Regions from separate parts of the Gossypium hirsutum genome. Here all the other regions are linked to region 1. Evidence: chromatin contacts called from public Hi-C data. All regions are on one chromosome and are shown on one strand. The core of a region is the stretch at or near the end of the contact, and the rest is flanking DNA. Distances in the headings are between cores, read along the strand shown.

The links. Hi-C and Micro-C count contacts between places; a contact is called where the count stands out from the background.
Region 2: a contact with region 1 is called in a Hi-C map of leaf, with 3 times the contacts expected there. The contact joins the promoter of LOC107945906 here to the promoter of LOC107962281 in region 1. A contact is called at or near these places in 2 of 34 Hi-C or Micro-C datasets (both in leaf).
Region 3: a contact with region 1 is called in a Hi-C map of leaf, with 3 times the contacts expected there. The contact joins the promoter of LOC107945895 here to the promoter of LOC107962281 in region 1. A contact is called at or near these places in 7 of 34 Hi-C or Micro-C datasets (callus, leaf and petal).
Region 4: a contact with region 1 is called in a Hi-C map of leaf, with 2.5 times the contacts expected there. The contact joins the promoter of LOC107945873 here to the promoter of LOC107962281 in region 1. A contact is called at or near these places in 7 of 34 Hi-C or Micro-C datasets (anther, hypocotyl and leaf).

The regions. Positions count from the first base shown.
Region 1 is chrA06:91,392,399-91,397,310 of Gossypium_hirsutum_v2.1, reverse strand. LOC107962281 (serine/arginine repetitive matrix protein 1) reads left to right here and starts at 2,654. Exons shown (of 1, transcript XM_016898596.2): 1 at 2,654-4,165. The coding sequence starts at 3,178. The coding sequence ends at 3,996.
Region 2 is chrA06:91,792,899-91,797,810 of Gossypium_hirsutum_v2.1, reverse strand. LOC107945906 (internal alternative NAD(P)H-ubiquinone oxidoreductase A1, mitochondrial) reads left to right here and starts at 2,445. Exons shown (of 8, transcript XM_016880068.2): 1 at 2,445-2,690; 2 at 3,333-3,944; 3 at 4,161-4,374; 4 at 4,516-4,676; 5 at 4,777-4,842. The coding sequence starts at 3,375.
Region 3 is chrA06:91,721,131-91,726,042 of Gossypium_hirsutum_v2.1, reverse strand. LOC107945895 (PAP-specific phosphatase HAL2-like) reads left to right here and starts at 2,049. Exons shown (of 3, transcript XM_016880047.2): 1 at 2,049-2,581; 2 at 3,378-4,065; 3 at 4,159-4,680. The coding sequence starts at 2,212. The coding sequence ends at 4,462.
Region 4 is chrA06:91,676,673-91,681,584 of Gossypium_hirsutum_v2.1, reverse strand. It overlaps LOC107945873 (secretory carrier-associated membrane protein 3), which reads right to left and starts at 2,018. Exons shown (of 13, transcript XM_016880030.2): 1 at 1,682-2,018; 2 at 1,212-1,274; 3 at 565-699; 4 at 408-470; 5 at 238-271; 6 at 1-49. The coding sequence starts at 1,747.

The DNA of each region.
Region 1 (4,912 bases), core at 1,405-3,904:
AAAATGACAAATGACCAAAATGCCCTTATGCCCTTTCTTTAAAATTTCATCCATGTAAGCCCATTTTTGTCCAAAAATTTAGAATTTGGGAAAATTACTATCCAATACCTACTAATTCATAATCTAAAGCAATTTCATACAAATTGCTTCTAGAATCCAAGTTTTGCAATTTATTCAATTTAGTCCCTAATTTCCAATTGGACACCTTATGCTTAGAATTTCTTCATGAAACTTTAACACATGCATATACTCATATTCTAGGCCTCATAATAATCATAAAATAAATATTTTGGTGTCGGATTTGTGGTCCTGAAATTACTATTCTAACTAGGCCCTATTTCGGGATGTCACATTAGAAATATTAATCAATAATTAAGAAATCAAAATTTACTGCACCGTGGATAAACCACTATCTTAGAAACGAATTTACCTTGATGGGTGTAGTCGTGTAGTGGTCGTCATCTCTCAAGGTTAACATAGTGCTTCAATATTCGTTCACCCGAATAAGGAAGGTGGAACACAATTGGTATTGGTCTTCTCAAGGAAATTACAACATGATTAATTCCTAGGAAATTACAACATAGTTGATCTTGCTTAAAATCCAAACTTTTAGACAAAATTTCCTCTAATGTAATTTAGGCAAAAATGACAGAATTTTAGAAGGGAATAAAAAAGAGGCGAAGAGGAGAAAATAATTTTTTTATTGCTGTGTTTTTCTTTCTATGTGTAAAATAAGGAAAACCAACTCTTTATTTATAATAGTAATAGAAGGATAAAATAGTAAATATGCAAGGGTAAAAGAGTAAAAATCGTAGGGTTAGTTTTGTAACTGATCCATCATTTCTGCGCAATAGTAAAAAAAAATCTCATGTTTTAGATTTTCGTAATAATAAAAAAAAAGAAGAAAAATAAAATTGTTTTAAAAAAATTATTTTTGTGAAAAATAATATAAGAGTTTTATTCAAAAGAGAATACACACGGCATGATAAAAACACATGTTAGCATTGGCACTAATACAAATTAAGCTACAATAATATATGTGTTCGGCCTATAGCCCAATTATTCAATGAGAATAAAAAGAAAGGCTATATATAAACTTTCTTAATAATTTATATTTAACCAATGTAGAATAGCTCAAACCCAATTTATTGGACCTATGCAATGTACCAGTTTCTTCCTCATCACCTTCGCTTTTCATACCCTTTACTAACACAACTCCTTTCTTTCTCAAATACATCACACAGTATTAACTCAATCATGAGAGAGCGTGCGTTTTAGAGTACAAATTTGGATGCCATTAGCTGTTTTATCATGAAGAAATAATATACAAAAGACTAGTTGGAGAAGTGGAGATATTTAACTATATATTTGGTTGAGGCTGGGGGTAGGCTAGGTGGGTGGGATGGGTCACGTGTACTTTATTTATTTATTGCCATTTCACATGTGTAAAATGTGTTGATTGAAGATTGAGAGAATATGACACTAGTTTGACACCTCCTCCTCCTCCTTACATTACGATTTTAGAAAAATAATGATAATTTCACCCTTTTTTTAATATTATGTGAGATACAAATTACAATCTTTTTCTAAATAATAAAAAACCTACAATATTTTTAGAAAGGCCTCTCACTCATGGCGTACAGAGAATTAATGCGGCCAATGGCTTGGTCACTTCCCAAATGCCATTTTCCTTTTTTTTTTCTTTGGTTTTGCTGAGGTTAGCCTCTTAACTGTCAAATTTTATTTCTTTATTTTGTTACATTCCTAATTATTTTTTAATAATATTGTCTTTAAAGTTGAAATCCACCTTCTTTCAAACATCTATAATTTCTTAAATTATGCTATACTATACATGTTGGGATAACCATGAGGTTACATCCACCAATTAAAGCTTCAATTATTGCCCTTTAATTTTAATTTTACAATCATATGATAAAATTCCCAAACAATGAAAAATAAGTGTAAAAATTCTACATAATGTGAGTGTTCAAGGAAAATAATTACATGGTTTGTGGCTTTATAAATAAAGGCTATCTTTTTATGTTGAGAAGGTTGGTTTTTTCTTTTGAAGTACATAGTAGGAAAAGCCACTGATTGTTTTGTTTGGAATTGAATGAAAGACCAACTAAGCTTAAACCATTGGGCAGCAAAAATTGGATTGGGATGGATCAGTTATTGGTTCTTCACAAACCCAAGATGAATGGAGACCAAAATGGCCTCATAAGATAAGACCCAAATGGAACATTTGTCTCACTCAGCTTCTTGTCTGGTATACTTTACATCCAAACTTGTTTGTTGCAAACTATGGGCTATATATGTTTGATAGTCCATCAAATTCAGTATTTATAAAATTAAATAAATATAACTTAAATTGAAATAATGAGATTGGCTTTCCTATTGACTGTTGATACAGATGGCTAAAGAAAAGTAGATGCGGTCACTGCTCATAAGCAGCATCTCTCTTTGTTTTTTAAGTTTGTGTTTGTCATGTTACTTGGCATAAATCAACTTGTATCGCAAAATCTAAGGGTTGATTAGATGTGGCATATGCAACTTTACCAGTCCAAGATTCCATCATAGGTAGGGTCTCAAATTATTAGGCAAGGGCTAGTGTTTTTGTTCCAAATATTGAGACAATTTAACAACTTTTTCCTAATCTTACTGATTATTTCATACGTTTAAGAACAGATCATTTCCATGTAAATCCATGAAAGTTGTGGGTCAAGTGTTCGACCACAAACCATAAACCCAATCACAACCGTTCAATTAACCCTAACAGTGGTCCCACATCGACCGCCCATTCTGGTTAGATTTAGACATCACATGTACCGAGGGACTGTAAAAAGACATATCAATAATCCCCCCACCTCCTCTTCTAGACGACTAGAACATGCGCCGCTCCTTAAAAATTCCACAAATCACGAGACATATGCAGCTCAAAGGGACTTGAATGAAAAACGACGAAATATGAAGGTCATTTAGATAAATAGAAATATGTTACCTAAGAATAAAATGCACTCCATTGAGGTTACGCCTCCGTTATGGGGAGTGGAGACCTTCTTCATCGAGTCTAAAGCCGGGAAATACTTAATCTACTTACCAACAGATCATTGCTGAACTTAAAACTCAACAATGGCACTTTGTTTCTGAGTCAATCTGTAGATTCCATTTCCTCAAATGGGTTGCTGTGTAAGCACCAACACAGGTTCCCTTCGTGCGAAGGAATCACATTTGCAAGTGGGTGTTGAATCCAAAGCTCCACCACCTTCGGCTGAAGAAGAAACTGTGAAGGAAGTTTTATCTGAAACCCCAAAAACCAAAGCTCCCATCTTTACCCCACAACAAGAAGAGAGCAAGCAAACCCAGATTGAGAAACCGGTCTTTGTCAAGATCCAAGAGAAGGAAAGCCTTAATTTCAACGTCAAGACCAAACCAAAATCACCTGTCCTTGAAGAGTCAGCTTCGGAAGAGGTTTCCGAGATTTGCAGCGTGAGTTTAAGTGAAAGCCTTTCCACTGTTACTGATAGGAGAGATGAAGAAGATGAAGTGAGGCAGCTAAAGGTGTTCAGATCTTCGGCAAGACCCGGGTCAAGGAACCGTGTCGTGGGTCGGAAGCTTGATCAATCACCTAACAAAAGAAATGGGGTCGTGAACGGGGGATCATCAGTGAGGTTGGTTCAAAGCAAGGGGGGATCCCCAGTGAAACGTGGGTCAAGACCCGATCCGCCAAGGAAGGATCCGGGTGGGAGTTCAGGGAGGAGGTCAAGATCACCTGCGGTGAATAGAGCTGTAATGGGTCGGAGCTCGTCCGGAGGTAGGACCATTCATTCTCCTGGTAGGGTCCGACGTGACCCAGGAGAGCAACAACAACACGTTACTACAACTACCATGGAAGGGAAATGGCCAAGCAGCAATAATAATGGTGCTACAACGAGTGCTCCAAATGAATCACTTGAAAATCCTCTTGTCTCCCTTGAATGTTTCATCTTTCTTTAAGGATTAAAAGAAAATATTGTACCTTTAGAGTTCATATATTGTAATTTCTCTTATTGTTTTTGTTTTGTTTGTGAATACTGATTCAATGCAAATGTCAATCCGGACTGCAATGCAATGGGAGATTTTGGTTGTATTTAAGAACGTATGAAATTGAATGCCTTTAACTTGACATGTTGGTGTGGAAAAACATGTGTTTTCTGCAAAATATGATTCAATTTGGTACAAAATGATTGCTCCTTTTCCATCTTTCTTTATCCAAGAACTTGAGGCTTCTATTGGGTTTTTGGTATGGTTAAAGGAGTTCACATTGAGACAACTTTAAGAACAAAAAAGTTTTATCTTTAGAGATTAATCATATGATTGAGATGCGTAATTATGTCTTTGAAACTAGATCTTGAGCTGCCTACTACTATACCTGGAACTCCTTTTAGGATTCTCACAAAGACCAGACCATAAGGAGAATGCATGGGTTCTTCATGCAGCTAGCCCCCATATAGGTTGGTTCACGGTGGATTACTCATTAGCATCATGATTGATGGTTAATTTTTAAGTATTTATTTACGAGATTAGTGGCAATATCATATCTTTGGCTATTTTTTTTTTGTTGTTGCTAAAAGAATCGTTTACGGAACAATTTTTTTCAAAAGTGCTCAAACAAGAGTATATCAAATGTTATATATCAAATTTTAAATTATGTTTTTTTTTTCTTTTCAAGTAATATCTAATTTATGTATTATGTATTTTATTATAAACACATCAGCATTTATTTAATTTTTTTCTACAAATAGAGCTAAAATGCGTGAAAAACTTTAATTTAAACACCTCTACAGAAGTTAGACCCTTATTTAATCACTTTAAAAAGTTTAAGTCTTATATGAATAACCTCTAAAAGATTAAACTCTATTTTGAACGTTTA
Region 2 (4,912 bases), core at 1,196-3,695, 400 kb before region 1:
ACTATAATTCACGAAGGAACAGATTAGAAATAATGGAAGAACATCGGGAAAATAGAGTTCGCTTGTCCAATCCACACTCCAGCTGCGTAGTGTCCTCAGGTTGCTGAGAGGGGCTGCCTGCTCCTTTCTTCTTCCTGTCTCTATTCAGCCACTACCTTCTAATATGCATGAAATGGTTTGATTTTAGGTAAACTTTGGGTTCACACAGCCTGAGACACAAGCGTGTGACTCAGCCATGTGACCCTACTCAGTGAGTTACACGGGTGATGATATAGGCTGGGACATAGTCGTGTGTTCTTTGTTTGAAAGTTACACGGCCTAGGGTGATTCTACACTGCCTGGCCACACGACCATGTGACCATTGTTTCTAATTTTTGTAAATTGTTCCTAAACTTTCCAAATTGTTCCAAATTAGTCTCAAATTGCTTCTTAGCTATTTTTAGGGCCTCGATGGCTCAATTTAGGGACAAAATGCATGCGATTGGATGAATTATGATATGTTTAGCCTATTTGAATGATATGATGTTTAATGTTCTCGATTGTACGGTAATGCTCTGTAACCCTAATCTGGCGACGAAGATAGGTTAGGGGTGTTACAATTCAAATATTGGCTTGTAGTTGTTGGATAACTTTCGCCTGCAAGGAAACCTCAACATCAAGATGGTGTAGAAACCTTTGATCAAAAGCTGAGAGTTGAATTGACATGCTTGTCTTAGTGCCAACTCCTACAGGCACTATCTCCACTAATTGATCAGAGACAACTTCAGGGAGTGTTGCTTGGTGTTTCCCTTCAAGCCACTTGTATGAAAACTTCAATTTCGGAGGCTTCCTTTCATTGGTGATTAAGTTCTTTTTTTTTAAATTTTGAGCTCCAAGCGACAATTCGACGATTTGTATGATGGATTAGTAAACATCAATAAGTAGATGAACATATCTTAAATCGAAGTCAATCTGTTGGTCAATGTTGGAGACCAAGGAAGAAAGTTGTTAATGTGTTTGTTTGTAAATTCATGATGTTTAAAGTTGTTTCATGAAAAAAAAACTTAATTGTAGAAGAGAAAGGGAATGAGAGCTTTTGATTTATATAAGCAATGCGAGCAGAGAAGTCGATTTTAACAACTCAATGACTTCAATAAAAAATTTTAAATTATTTAATAACTATTTTTTAAATTTTAAACTAAAGGGATGAAAATATAAATTTAGTATTAGTTTAATGATGTTACGGTGTAATTTATCTTAAACCTAATTTCGTACTAAAGTAGTAAACCAAAGGCCAAATTCAATTCATTGAATGCGACATTCCAAAACAATAAAGAAAAAACAGCAAGAACGTGGGAGACAAGACAAACAATGAAACAACCCTTTTGTGCCTGTCAAACTTTGACACTTACAACAAAAACACGACACCGGGGGAACCTGCACTGGATCTTTCTTTCACACCAAACACTGTGTTGGAGGGACTCGTCTTTTCTCAATATAAATCGATTTTAAGTAGTTTAAATTTTGTATTGGTTTAATAAAATATAATTATTGGATTTAATTTGCAATTTTAAAATTTATTTTACATATAACTATATATATTATGCTTTTAAATTATATTTACATGTATATATAATATATAAAAATATTTTAAAAAATTAAGAAACTCAAAGTAATATACCAAACTACATCTATATCGATATACAAGAATATTAAAAAATGCATTTATAGTATAGTATTTGATTATTTTGTTTATAAAAATATTATGGAGATTCTTATACTGTGAGTCAAATTATATTTTGTTCTTTTTTAACTCAAAAAATAAACCAATTAATTTTTATGTACTAGATTAAAAGGTAAATTAATCATTCTATTAAAAATTAGTTCTTGTACCATAACACGTCACATGTATTATTTAATTAATAATAGAAATAAATTAAATTTTTAATAAAAATAACAAATTTACCCGATGTTTACTTTCACCTAAGTCCATCAAAAGCCGTTCAACTTCCATCTTTCCAAAAAAACTGGGGGACTTTTTCACACTTACTTTGAAGAGTCGCCGCCACCATTCCACAGAACTATTGCTTGGACTTTGCTTTTATACTGTACAGCCAGCTGGATCATATGAATTTTACAAACCATCCTCATTTATTTAGCTTTCATCTTGGAGAAAAATACTTTAAAATAATATATTTATTTCAGATTTATAGAATTTTAAAAATAAAAATAAAAACATTTTATGCATATTGCTTTCCTTGCCAAATCAATTTTAAATTATTAAAAGCAAACCCTAAATTCATGATACTTTCAAACTATGTCGTTTAAGAATTAGGAACCAGAAAAGATTCCGTAATATTCTTGCTTTTTCCGTTTCCAACTCACGTAATGTACGGCAGCTTTCCTCTTTTTTTAATTTCTCTTTCTCCTGTTCTCCACCAATATAAATATACATGCTTTCAAGAGGGTGTTTAGCTTAGCTCAACAATTTTCTTGCACCTCAAGTCGGCTGCTTTCAGCTTTCAGCACCTTCATCTACCTTTTATTTTAGTATTTTTTTTTTAAATTTACTGTCGACATCACCAAAACTATTAATACTTATTGGGCTTTGATTCTTTGTGTGTGTTCTCTGAAAACAACGCCATTAACATTTTCTCTTAAAACCTCTCCCAGAATCTACTTCAAGAAGACAAACCTCAAATATTTCCAAAGTAATGTCCTTCATCTTCTTTATTAAAAAAAAACTGTTCTTTGTTTCTTTCTCTTCTATTGTTTTGTTTTCAGTTAGGCAATTTTGTGGTAAATGGTTGTTCATTGGTCATACTTATTTCTAACAGTTCACTGTTACATGTTTGATAAGATTTTTGGTTTCTGTCTAGGGTTTTACTATAACATCTCTAAAACCCTTTGTGCTTGTATAGTAGGATAGTTGCTCGTATGTTTAAATATATTAATTAGGCTGCCTCTAGTGATACTTAGAAACCAAAAGAAGATTCTTGAAAGAAATGCCTTCATTTTATTACTACTTTGTCGTATGCAATTTGTGCTACTCCCCTCACATTTAGTCGTATTTGTACAAATCGTCGTTGCTTCTAATGATACATTTGTCGCAAATTCAGAACTTTCTTGGCAATGATCGATTGAATATTCTTCATATATATGGTGTTTTCTGATAGGTTTGGGCTGGTTCTACTGTTAAAATACAGAGTTGGTCGGTTAAATCGTTTTTTTGTTAACCGAATCGACGGGTTGCCCTCCCCAGCTTCTCTATTTAACTCATCTCCTCAATTCAGCCCTTCTGCTATATTTGAATTGTATACCTTACTTCACTATATATTTCTTTTCCAGGGCAGAAATAAAGGTATTGCTAGAAATTTGATTAAAACAAGTTGTTCATGGCACTTGCACGGGTTGCCAGGAGTGGCTTGAGAAGATCAGGTGGTGTCGTTGGTAGTAACACGACTGAGAGGAATATCTTCTTTGAAAGATTATCCGGTTCCCTTGAAAAAATCAATGTGCACAGCAATTTGACATCCCTTTCCACCATAAAAGGGTTGAATCACATGAATTTTTGGAGCAGGGGAATAAGGACAACCCCACATTATCAGTTTCCTTTAGCTGACCGACTAGTGGAGACAGAGTCGGAGTCGGAACATGATGAACCAAGGTATCCAGGACTAGAGGCAACCAAGCCAGGCGAAAAGCCTAGAGTGGTTGTCCTTGGTACTGGATGGGCAGCATGCCGATTCCTCAATGGGCTTGACACCAAAGCCTATGATGTTGTTTGCATATCACCTCGAAACCACATGGTTTTCACCCCTTTGCTTGCTTCAACTTGTGTTGGAACTCTTGAATTCCGCTCGGTTTCCGAGCCTGTTAGCCGGATACAGTCTGCATTGGCAACAAGCCCCAATTCATACTTCTATCTTGCTTCTTGCATAGGCGTTGACACTAACAAACATGAGGTGCGTTAATGTATGCCAGAAATATTATATTTTACAGTATCTACATTCTCCTCTCTAATCATTCTGTATGTAGTATTGTGCAATAACATGCATATACTCATGATTGTTATTGGTTCAGAAAAACATGCAAGAGTGAATTGTCTTATTATAAAATGAGATTCCATGTTCTTTGCTTGTCAAGTTATTAAAAGCCTAAGTACATAATGCGTTGATCAGGTGTATTGTGAGACAATGAGCAATGGTGGACTACCTCACGAACCTTATCAATTTAAAGTTGCATATGACAAGCTTGTAATTGCCGCTGGAGCAGAGCCTTTAACTTTTGGTATCAAGGGTGTGAAGGGAAATGCATATTTCCTTCGTGAAGTGAATCATGCCCAAGAAATAAGGAAGAAACTTCTTTTGAACCTAATGCTCTCTGAAAATCCAGGTGAGTGATCCCTTTGAATCCTTGGCCTGTGCATACCAAAAAATCCCATCACGAGGACTCTCTGTCTCGGTTCGAACTCCTTATGAGGATTCCTTGTGGCTAAACTTAACTATTCTCTTACAATTGAGTTTGTCATTGCAGGCATATCAGAAGAAGAAAAGAGACGCCTCTTGCATTGTGTTATCATTGGGGGTGGCCCAACAGGAGTGGAGTTCAGTGGTGAGTTGAGCGATTTCATTATGAGAGATGTCCGGGAGAGATACAGTCATGTAAAAGATTACATCAAAGTTACACTCATAGAGGTATATAGGAGCAACAAAGTAACTTCTTTCCCATACTTCTCTCTAAGTAATTATCTGTATATATGGATGTTGATTTTTCCAATATCTATATCCTAATCAGGCAAATGAGATTTTGTCATCCTTTGATGTTGGACTACGCCAATATGCAACAAATCACTTGAGGAAGGTAATTTTAATTCCTTCATGTCCTAGAGAGGTCTTGTTTTTCATAATTCTCGAAACTATTTGTGACATTT
Region 3 (4,912 bases), core at 800-3,299, 330 kb before region 1:
TTCCCTCATTTATGTCCTTATTTATACCTTTTAAAGTGTCAAAAAAACCTAAAAATTGCAGCTTTCAGTTGTTAGTGCACACGGGTCCCAAGATCAACATGCCCTAGACACACGGTAGCTTGGATTGCCCGTGTGAAACTTTGTTGCATGTGTACAACTTTTGGAATACTCCAATCAGGGACGAAGCTAGAAAATTTTTTTAGGGGGCCGAAATAAAATTTTAATTTTTAATAGTTTGTATCTTTATAATTTTTAAAAGGTTAAATCAATTTTTTTATAATTTTAGGGGGGCAAAATGAAATTTTACCTTTACAAATTTAATTTTTTAAATTTTCTAAAGGGCATAAATAGTAATTTTCCATTTTAGGAGGCCGGGGCCTCTATCAGCCCCCCTAAATTTGCCTCTGGCTCCAATGTTCTAATTTCCATTGTTTTTCACTCATGTTGTTCCCAAATGCCCTATTAAGCATCAACACATGAATATTAAGACTATATAATTCATAATTAATGTCACATAATCACCTAAAAATGCACAAAGAATGAGGCTAAATTTTGTTACTTTTGACACTTATCAGTTTTTAGAATCAGACTGATGGTCGAACCAATCAGGCTACAAGTATGCCAGTTTGACTGGTATGTCCAGTTCAATTAAATAAAACATTGAAAAAAAATCAGTTCAACCGTTTGATTCCCAAGTCAACTGATCTAATGGCTTTCTTTGGACAAATAACCTTATTGATTTCAATCTAATTATTTTGATCAATCCTATCCTAATCAAGTTTTCATGGTCTTTTTTAAAATTCCTATATGTTTATATCAAATTTATTATTTTAATATTTGTATTTTTTATGATTTTTGTATAGTTATGCATTTTTAAATATGTTATATTAATTTTATAAAAAATTAATGATTTATTAGATATTTTGTATTTTATAATATTGATAAGTTTGTATTATTTTTTATAAGTTTACATAAAATTTAATATTTATAAATTTCTATTCTTTTATAAAATTTTTTAATGATTTTTAATTATTCTTATAACAAAATATTAGATTAAAATAAAAGTTATCATATGTTACTGTATGATTGGTCTATTAATTCATTTTAACAATTAACGTAATCAATGACGAAAATTATTAACGCCATGGTTGAATTAAAAATTTATTTTTAACAAGAATTTAATATTTTTGACTATCTATGAATAGATTTTTGACATATAATTGTTTTTTTTAATACAGCTGAGGTTGAATAAAATTGAAGTTTGGATTTCAAAAATAAATGTGTGAAGCATTTAAGTTGAATTAAATATAAAAAAAAAATGTTACCGCTTAAGGCTATCTTTTATCAACACCACTTTGATTAACTTCAAACGTATTGATGAAATCATGATGACACCCAAAAGCAAAGAATTATTGCCCTGGTATTTAAGAGTACTAACGTTGAAAACGCTTGCAAGCTTCTACCTTGGGATGATAGACCACCAATATCAAGAGAGACCCATCCATGATGCTAATCACCATTTAACGCCTTCTTTATCATTACTTTAAGCTCAATTAACGAGGAAAACTGAGAAGGAAACATTTACTGACGAATGCAGTGGAAACTATTCAAAATCAAAGCTGCTGCTCTCCATTACTACAACACCCTGTTTCTCCATTACTTTTGACACAAAACAGGATCATCCCCTAGTAAGACAACACTCTGGATGGCACTCAAATCAGGGTTTTCCACCCCTTCACTTTTTTTTGGATTTAAAATTGAAGTCTAGTTATTATCCTTCCTTAAAATTAGTTTTATTAAATTTATCAATTAATATTTTAAAATTTAAAAAAAATATTAAAATTATTAATGTATTAATGACATTAATTAATTATTGTCGAAAAAATTATATATAATCATGTAACATTTTAATAAAAAAGAAGATATTAAAAGTTAAAATATAAATATTAAATGTGAGAATAATCAAAATGGTTAAAGAGAAGAGAGAGATGTGAATGCAGACTTTTGGTTTATATATAGTGTTATTGGTTCTGAGTTGAAAATCTCATTGCAATGAGAGATTGAGATATTATATGCAGAAATTTACACCCAACCTGAGTGTAATTTGTCTCACAATTACAATAAACCATTATCTGTTTTATTTGTTTTTATATTTATAGGTCTCCTCAACGCAAAACAAAGAAGAGAGCGAGAGTATCTAATCATTTCCAAATGCCTTTAAATTGCTCAACCCTTGGTTTCAGAGTCCCCCATCTCCTGCCACAAACCAACTACATAGCTTCCACTACCTACGTGGGAAGCTGCTTCCCTACGCATAGGACAAAAACCCACCCACACAACTTCCACATTGTTTCTCAGTTAAAGTCTAACCAAAACTTCTCTTCTTCTTCTTCTTCTTCTTCTTCCTCAGTAATGGAAGAGCAGAGAGAGCTTGTTGTTTCACCAGCTCAAGCACAAGAAGCATATGCCAAGGAATTGGATGTCGCTATCAGGGCTGTTCAAATGGCCTCTTCTCTCTCTCTCAATCTTCAACACACTTCACTTCATTCCAAACATGACAACTCTCTTCTCACTCTGCCAGGTACATCAATCACCTTTTCTTTCCTTTTAACTCTGCATCTTGGGTGGTTAAATGTAACCCAGAACGTGGATACTTCCAGTACAAGGTACAAAGAACTAAAATACCATTCACTATTTCTATAACATGTAATTTTCGATCTATTTAGCAAGAATGAAATACGATTTATTGGACATAAAATTTTGGGGAATTTGCGCATATAGTTTGTGTTTATGTGAACCCAATTTTACATAAATAAATTTCGAAATTTGTCAAGTTTTACTTTATACTTTTATATTATATTATATGCTGATACAATCAGATTTACAAATTTGGATCACTAGTGTTTCTATGTACCAATTCAAAGTTAATGATTTTTAGTACAAGCTGAAATTGATATATGAGGATAATTGCTGCGTTGCCAATGTTTTGTTGACAAATAAGGGGTCATGAAAAGGATTTGATGCCTACAGTTAAAATGCTGACCACATCTCTCATTTAATTGGGCCTTAAAATTTTGAGTGGGAGAAACTATTCCTGGTCACCCATTACGTGTGGAGCAATGCCTGAGAATGGAGAGATCAGTAGGTCCATTAACATACCCTAACTTCAATCCCATAACAAATTGATGGCCATTCAATGAAGTACTATGTTACTCGTATTTGGATGGATACATGTCTAACATGAGTTTATTAAACTTTTTTCCAACTATTTTTTCATCTGCTTGAAGATCCTTGGAAAGTCATATCCCCACACTTCTATTTCCTTGCTTATGCTTGCAAAATCCATCTTAGATTAACCAAAGATTCCTACTTTCTAGATTGGAGCGTTCATGCAGCGGTAAGCTGGATACTTTCTGAATCCTTCGGCTGCCAAAATGTGTCTATTCTTGGCAACAAAGATGTTCAAAGCCTCTCTAAAGCTGATGCAGCTGACCTGCTAGATGCTGTGGTGAAAACAGTCAACGATTGTCTAGTTGAGGCACCTCATTTTGGGCTTAAGGGTCCTGAAACGCGGCTCAGGAGTTTGGATGTACTCGAAGCTATTAGTCGCTGCAATTCATCAGGAGGTCCTACTGGAAGATTTTGGGCACTTGGCCACCTTGATGGTACATTCGGGTTTGTACGTGATGATCAATATGCTGTTGCTTTAGCATTGATAGAGGATGGGGAAGTTGTTCTTGGTGTTCTTGGTTGCCCAAATTATCCAATGAAGAAGGAATGGCTAACGTATCATCACCGCTATCACCGGATCCTATCTAAACTCACCCCACCAACATCCAACTCGTGGGATAAAGGTTGTGTAATTCATGCAAGGAAAGGCAGTGGTGAGGCTTGGATACAACCTATACACCAGAAGAATAAGCTAGTACCATGGGCAAACTCTGCAATACGGGTTCAAGTATCCTCGATTGATAATCCGGCATTGGCTACATTTTGTGAACCAATTGACAAGTTAAATTCAACCCATTCCTTTACAGCAGGATTAGCTCACAGTGTTGGCCTTAGGTGCATACATATATTTTTCATGTTTGATCTCATTAGCATATACAAACTTCATATGCATAACAAAAACTACGATCATCCATATTGCCAATGCAGGAAGCAACCGCTGCGTGTGTACAGCATGGTGAAATATGCAGCCATTGCTCGAGGGGATGCCGAAATATTTATGAAGTTCGCAAGGACCGGGAGCAAAGAGAAGATATGGGATCATGCAGCTGGTGTTATTATCATACAGGAAGCTGGTGGTGTTGTAACAGATGCAGGGGGATCTCCGCTGGACTTTTCGAAAGGTATGTTCTTAGAAGGTGTGGATCGAGGTATAATCGCTAGTGCCGGAGCTAAACTACATGAAGAAATCATCACTGGCATTGATGCGAGCTGGAACTCCTCCAATCTATGATCAATTTTACATTGCATATAAATGTTAAGTTATGAAATGGTTGTGTATATAAATGTTATGAGATTGCATTATCCAATAAGTTTGGTTTTTATCTTAAGTTGTAATAATAACTCTGTACAGAAAGGGCTGTGCATATGATCGCTTTTAGTAAGTGCCATTGTAAGTTGGAGATTCAAGTCTTCATATTTTGTATTATAAAAAATAAAGGTTGTTTTCCAGTGTTCTTCTATCATTTTTGCTTATAAGTAAAAAGAAAAATGGATTAAAATTTAAAAGATAGAGGTTAATAGCAGAAGAATGTAATTAAAAAATATGAATGGGGGTCGTTTTCAACAAAATTATCCAAAAATAAAATGGGTGATTTTGAGCCACAAACTAAAAGACTTTACGAGGATAAGTGTAACATGAATGCGCTCTTGCTAAAATAACCACTCATTTATCATTTATGAG
Region 4 (4,912 bases), core at 769-3,268, 280 kb before region 1:
ATGATTGGAAAAAATGGGGGCCAATTTTTCTCTTCCAAAGTAATTCCAGCTGCAAAACAGGGAAGTCAAACTCTAGCTCATGGAAGAAATGTAATAGTAACTGACCATAAAAGGAAATAGAATCAGGTCAAAATATTTTTGCAAAAGAAATGTAGTCTAGAACAGATTTTGAAACTATGAACAAACTCAATGTTTTCTATGTGAATAGTCAAATTATAAAAAAGTAATGAAAGGTACCTCTTGCTGCTGCCTCTTCTTTCCGTCTCACTTCCTGCATCGAATAAGCTTATCAGTAAATATTGTGGGATAAAATCATTTATAATGTGTCGGCGGGAAACAAAAATAAATCTATGATTCTGTAGATTAAGAATGAACTCTTAAGTTATAAAATTTCTTCCACAATATACCTGCTCCCGCCTTCTCAGTTCAGCCTCCTTAGCCTGAAGTTCCTTCTCCTTCTTCTTCAAATCCTAGATTTAAACAGAAAAACCAGAACAGGGAGATCAAATGCTTAAAAAACTATTGGAAAAGGCATTTAGAGACTGGTCTTCACTCTTCACTAACCTGATAACTTGATCCTCCTGAAGCTGTATCAAGAGGGATGTCAATTGTTGCCTCATGACCATAATTGAAACCAGCAGGTTCAGGAGGTAGTGGTGAAAGTCTTGAGTTTGATGCAGGTGGAGCACTTGGAACATTCTGAAAATTTATTGATAATAGGCGTTCAAGAAGCAAGTATTATTACAAGGCAAAAGGTCCAGTTTACTGATGTTTAGAAGCAATACTAAAAGGTCAAATTAGACATGACGGAATCATGACAATATAGCCACAAGCAACCTATTTTTTCAGAACTTTGATATATGCAAGCTAGCTCAAACTATCAGCATCAGAAAAAGAAGTAAGTTTCTAGGTTAATCACTAAGATTTTACTATAGAATTCCTAGCAAATTAGCAAAAGATATGGAATTTCAGTGTGATCAAGAGATTAAATAGTGGTAGTTTAGCACAACATCATCACCTCAAGTTATGGTTTTACATAGCATAAGTTACCTAGGATCCATGTACGTAAACAAGCAAAGCCACAGCTAAATTTCACATCTCACATCCATTCTAGTCGGAAATATGTCCTAAGACAGTAGCCATTTTAACATCGAACACTAAGTTCTGAATTAAATATTCCCTTGAAACTTTATAAACAGGGATTTAGTTACCTTTGAAAATAGACCTCCACCAAATTTAGACTGGCCAGATGCCTTCCCTCTCACAGCTGGATCCTGGTAGAAATTATTCAAAAGAAAAAAATCATAATAAAACTGATGTCTGCTAGCATCCGTAAACTAACTTAGAATTGACAGATAATACACCCAGCAAGGCATCATAGTCTTCATCTCTAGGATTATATAAGTTTGCTACTTCGTTAAATGCATGTTCGGTGACAAGAAAACATGAAGTCAATGAAAGGAGCACACAACAACCAAGTAAAATACTTCCCATAACCGATTTCAACCAAGAATTTCAGATCAAACTGAAACCCAACAAAGCAATCAGGGAGTTAAAAACAAGTCAACCTATAATCTGCTAAAGAGCTGGCTATGGCTACCATAAACTGAACTGCATGAACCCAACCCAAAACATCATCAAATAACAGAAACAAAGAAAGAGAGAGAAAAGAGAAACTGACCGAGAAAGGATTAACTTCTTCTTCTCCTTCTTCAGCGAACGGGTTTTCATCGAAACGACCAGCCATCACCTTTTTAAGTTTTTTTTTTCTTTTTTGATCTATATAAACCTTATAACAATAAATTAAAACTGAAAATGGGAGAATAATACAAGGAAGATGAAAACTAGAGAGGAGAAAAAGAAGAAGAAGCTTGGAGGAGAAGAGAATGGAAAAACTGAAAGGTCAAAGGAAATTTGGGGTCATGAATGAAGTTCTAGAGAGAGAAAACGTGGTTTCCCTTGGGAAGAAGAGGTAGAGATAGAGAGGGGGAATGAGAAGTTGGACTTTTCGGTTAACAGTCAGTTTTGTTGAATATAATAAATATATTGTGACGAAACAGCGGGAAAAAACATTATTCTCTATTTGGTTAAGTATATTTTATTAAATTAATTTTCAAGTGTGTAAATACAGAAAATTAGAAGTGTAGATAACATAATTTTTCTTTTTCATATGCGTGCATGATGGGAGAGATGGAAAATTTGAAAGAAAATTACTTTTAATTTTTCTCCCTTTTTTGACATAAGTGAAAAATAGATTTATTTTTTATTTCATTATTTTTATATATTAGTATAAAACACGATATCACTTTTATTTGTTTTCTTTTCACTTTTCTTCTTAATCGAACGCACTATTTTTTTTTTCCTTTCATTCTTCTCATCTAATAGACAATTAAATCAGGTTTGAGAGCATATGGAAATATTTTGGTTTTTGACAAAATGAAATTATTAGTTATTAGAATAATTTTTAAAAATTCTAATATATTTTTAGTGTATTTTTTTAAAAAATTTATTAAACTCTATTAAATGCTAAATTTCTTTAAATGAATTTAAGTTTCAAGGATATATTTCAAAATAAGGCTTCAACCATAAAATGATAAAATCAATATTTACTATTATTTAAGTATTTTATTAAGTTGTCGTTGAGTCTCAGCTCGATTGACATGTGTATTGTCGTAACATAGGAGCACGTGAATGAAGTAAATTATTCTCCTATTTATAGGCTGGGAAGGGGTTACGGGTAGTTTCAAAAATTATATTAAAAAAAAGCATATATAATCAGAACCAATATTTTATTAAGTTAGTGTTACACTTGATTGGGTCATCAACTCAATTATAAAATTATAAAAATACTCATGTTTTTAGATTATAATTAATATTATTATGATAACATTTTTTTCACACATTTATATAGTTTTTAAATAAAAAAATTATAAATTCAAAGCTTAAATACACATTAAATAATATTAAAATATAAATTTATTACCACTTCACTTTTATTCAAATAAATTTTAAAAATAATTTGAAATTTTAGTTTAATATAAAATATTGAGTCCACACTAATATTAAATTTGATTCTTAATCGAAAAGGCTCTTCTAAAATAGGTATTTGTTAGAAACATTTGAAGGAGTGGATTTGGCAAAAATCTGCCAACCCCATCCAAAGTCACTTTCATCTCTAACAACCACCCATAAAATATTTCAATAAAAAATTATGTATGAATTCAAAATTATTTATTATTTGCACTAATATTTAGAATAAAATTAAATAAGATTTAAATATGAAAATAAAACTCATATTCATATATTAATTTTCTTTAAATTAATCTATTTATATTTTTAATTAAAAAGCATGAAACACCTACCTCATTTTTAGTTTTTTTTTAATAAGTAAATATAAATTTAGTATAATTTGTAATTTTATCTAAGCCGTCAATTTAATTATAAAATTACAAAAATGCTCATTGTTTAGTAATGTAATACAATTCAAAAAATTTTGACTATCAAAATAATCTTAAAAAAACATAAACAATCAATTTTCGGGTTTTTTTTACATGAATAATACAAAAAATTTAATTATGGAAACGAGACATGTTGTAGATTATTTGACTAAATTAACAATATATGTCATTTTTTTTATTTGGCCTTTTAGGCTTTTTTTTAAAAAAAATTAGGGAAATAGGTCAATTTTAGAGATAGAAAGGGAAGTCACGTCCAGCTGAGCGCACTTTCCTCCTCTGTCCTAGGGTTAAAGTGTAACACCCACAACCCATTTCCATTGCCAGAATAGGGTTACGGAGTATTACTATACATATCAGAACTTTTCATATCAATTGTCATCTAATTATAAAATAAATTTCATAAATACATATATGATTCATAATGAAATAGAACATACATTTACGACTTTAAATCGAGCCTTCGAAGCCCTAAAAATAGGTTAGGAACATTCAAGGACCAAATCAGAACATTCAGGGAAAAATTGAAATTTTTCATTATAAGGCTCACACGGCCGTGTGTCTAGCCTACACGCTCATGTGCTCAACAGTGTGCTCACCCATGTAACTCACTAACTTGGGCGACATGCTCGTGTCTTAGCTCGTGTGCCAGCTCATGTGAACCATGCATCTAACACGCTCAAGGCACATACCCGTGTGGGCTACCCGTGTGCGAGACACGGCCGTGTGACAGTCCATGTCCCAAGCTGTGTATGTGTAAAAATGACCAAACCTAAGCCTATTCTTCATGCACTTATATAGGTATCTATACCAACTCATTTCACATATTCACAAGTCTATAAACACACTTTAAATCAACCAAAACATGTCATTTCTATTCATTTAAAACCAACCAAAGTATCATGTACCAAACACATTATAATGCTCATGCTACTCATTATCAAACAACTATCTATAAACCATAATATACACCAACTAACACATTCCAAACACATCATTCCAACTTAATATAACACTTACCATCTAGACCTCCTACTTAAGTTTACTTAAGGTTAATAATCATATGACAAAGTCTACCATTCATTAATCAAGTACAAAACATCACACATAGCCATAAATTATAGCATAATAACCATTTTCCCTACTACATGCCATATAAGCCAAATGTTTACAAAATCTACCAAAAGAGTCTTCGGGATAGTGTGATTTACAAAATCTACCAAAAGAGTCTTCGAGATAGTGAGATTCTACGAGTTGATCCGATCTCTTGACCACAAAATGTAATCTACAAAACAAGGACAAAGCACGAGTAAACTTACTTGAACCTTAGTAAGTTCATTAAATCAAATGATAAATATTACCAAATTTGACATAACAAATCAAATTATGAAATTAAATAACAAAGTTCCTGTCAATCATAGCTCACAGCAGGTGAGTATTGTTTAGTATATTAATTC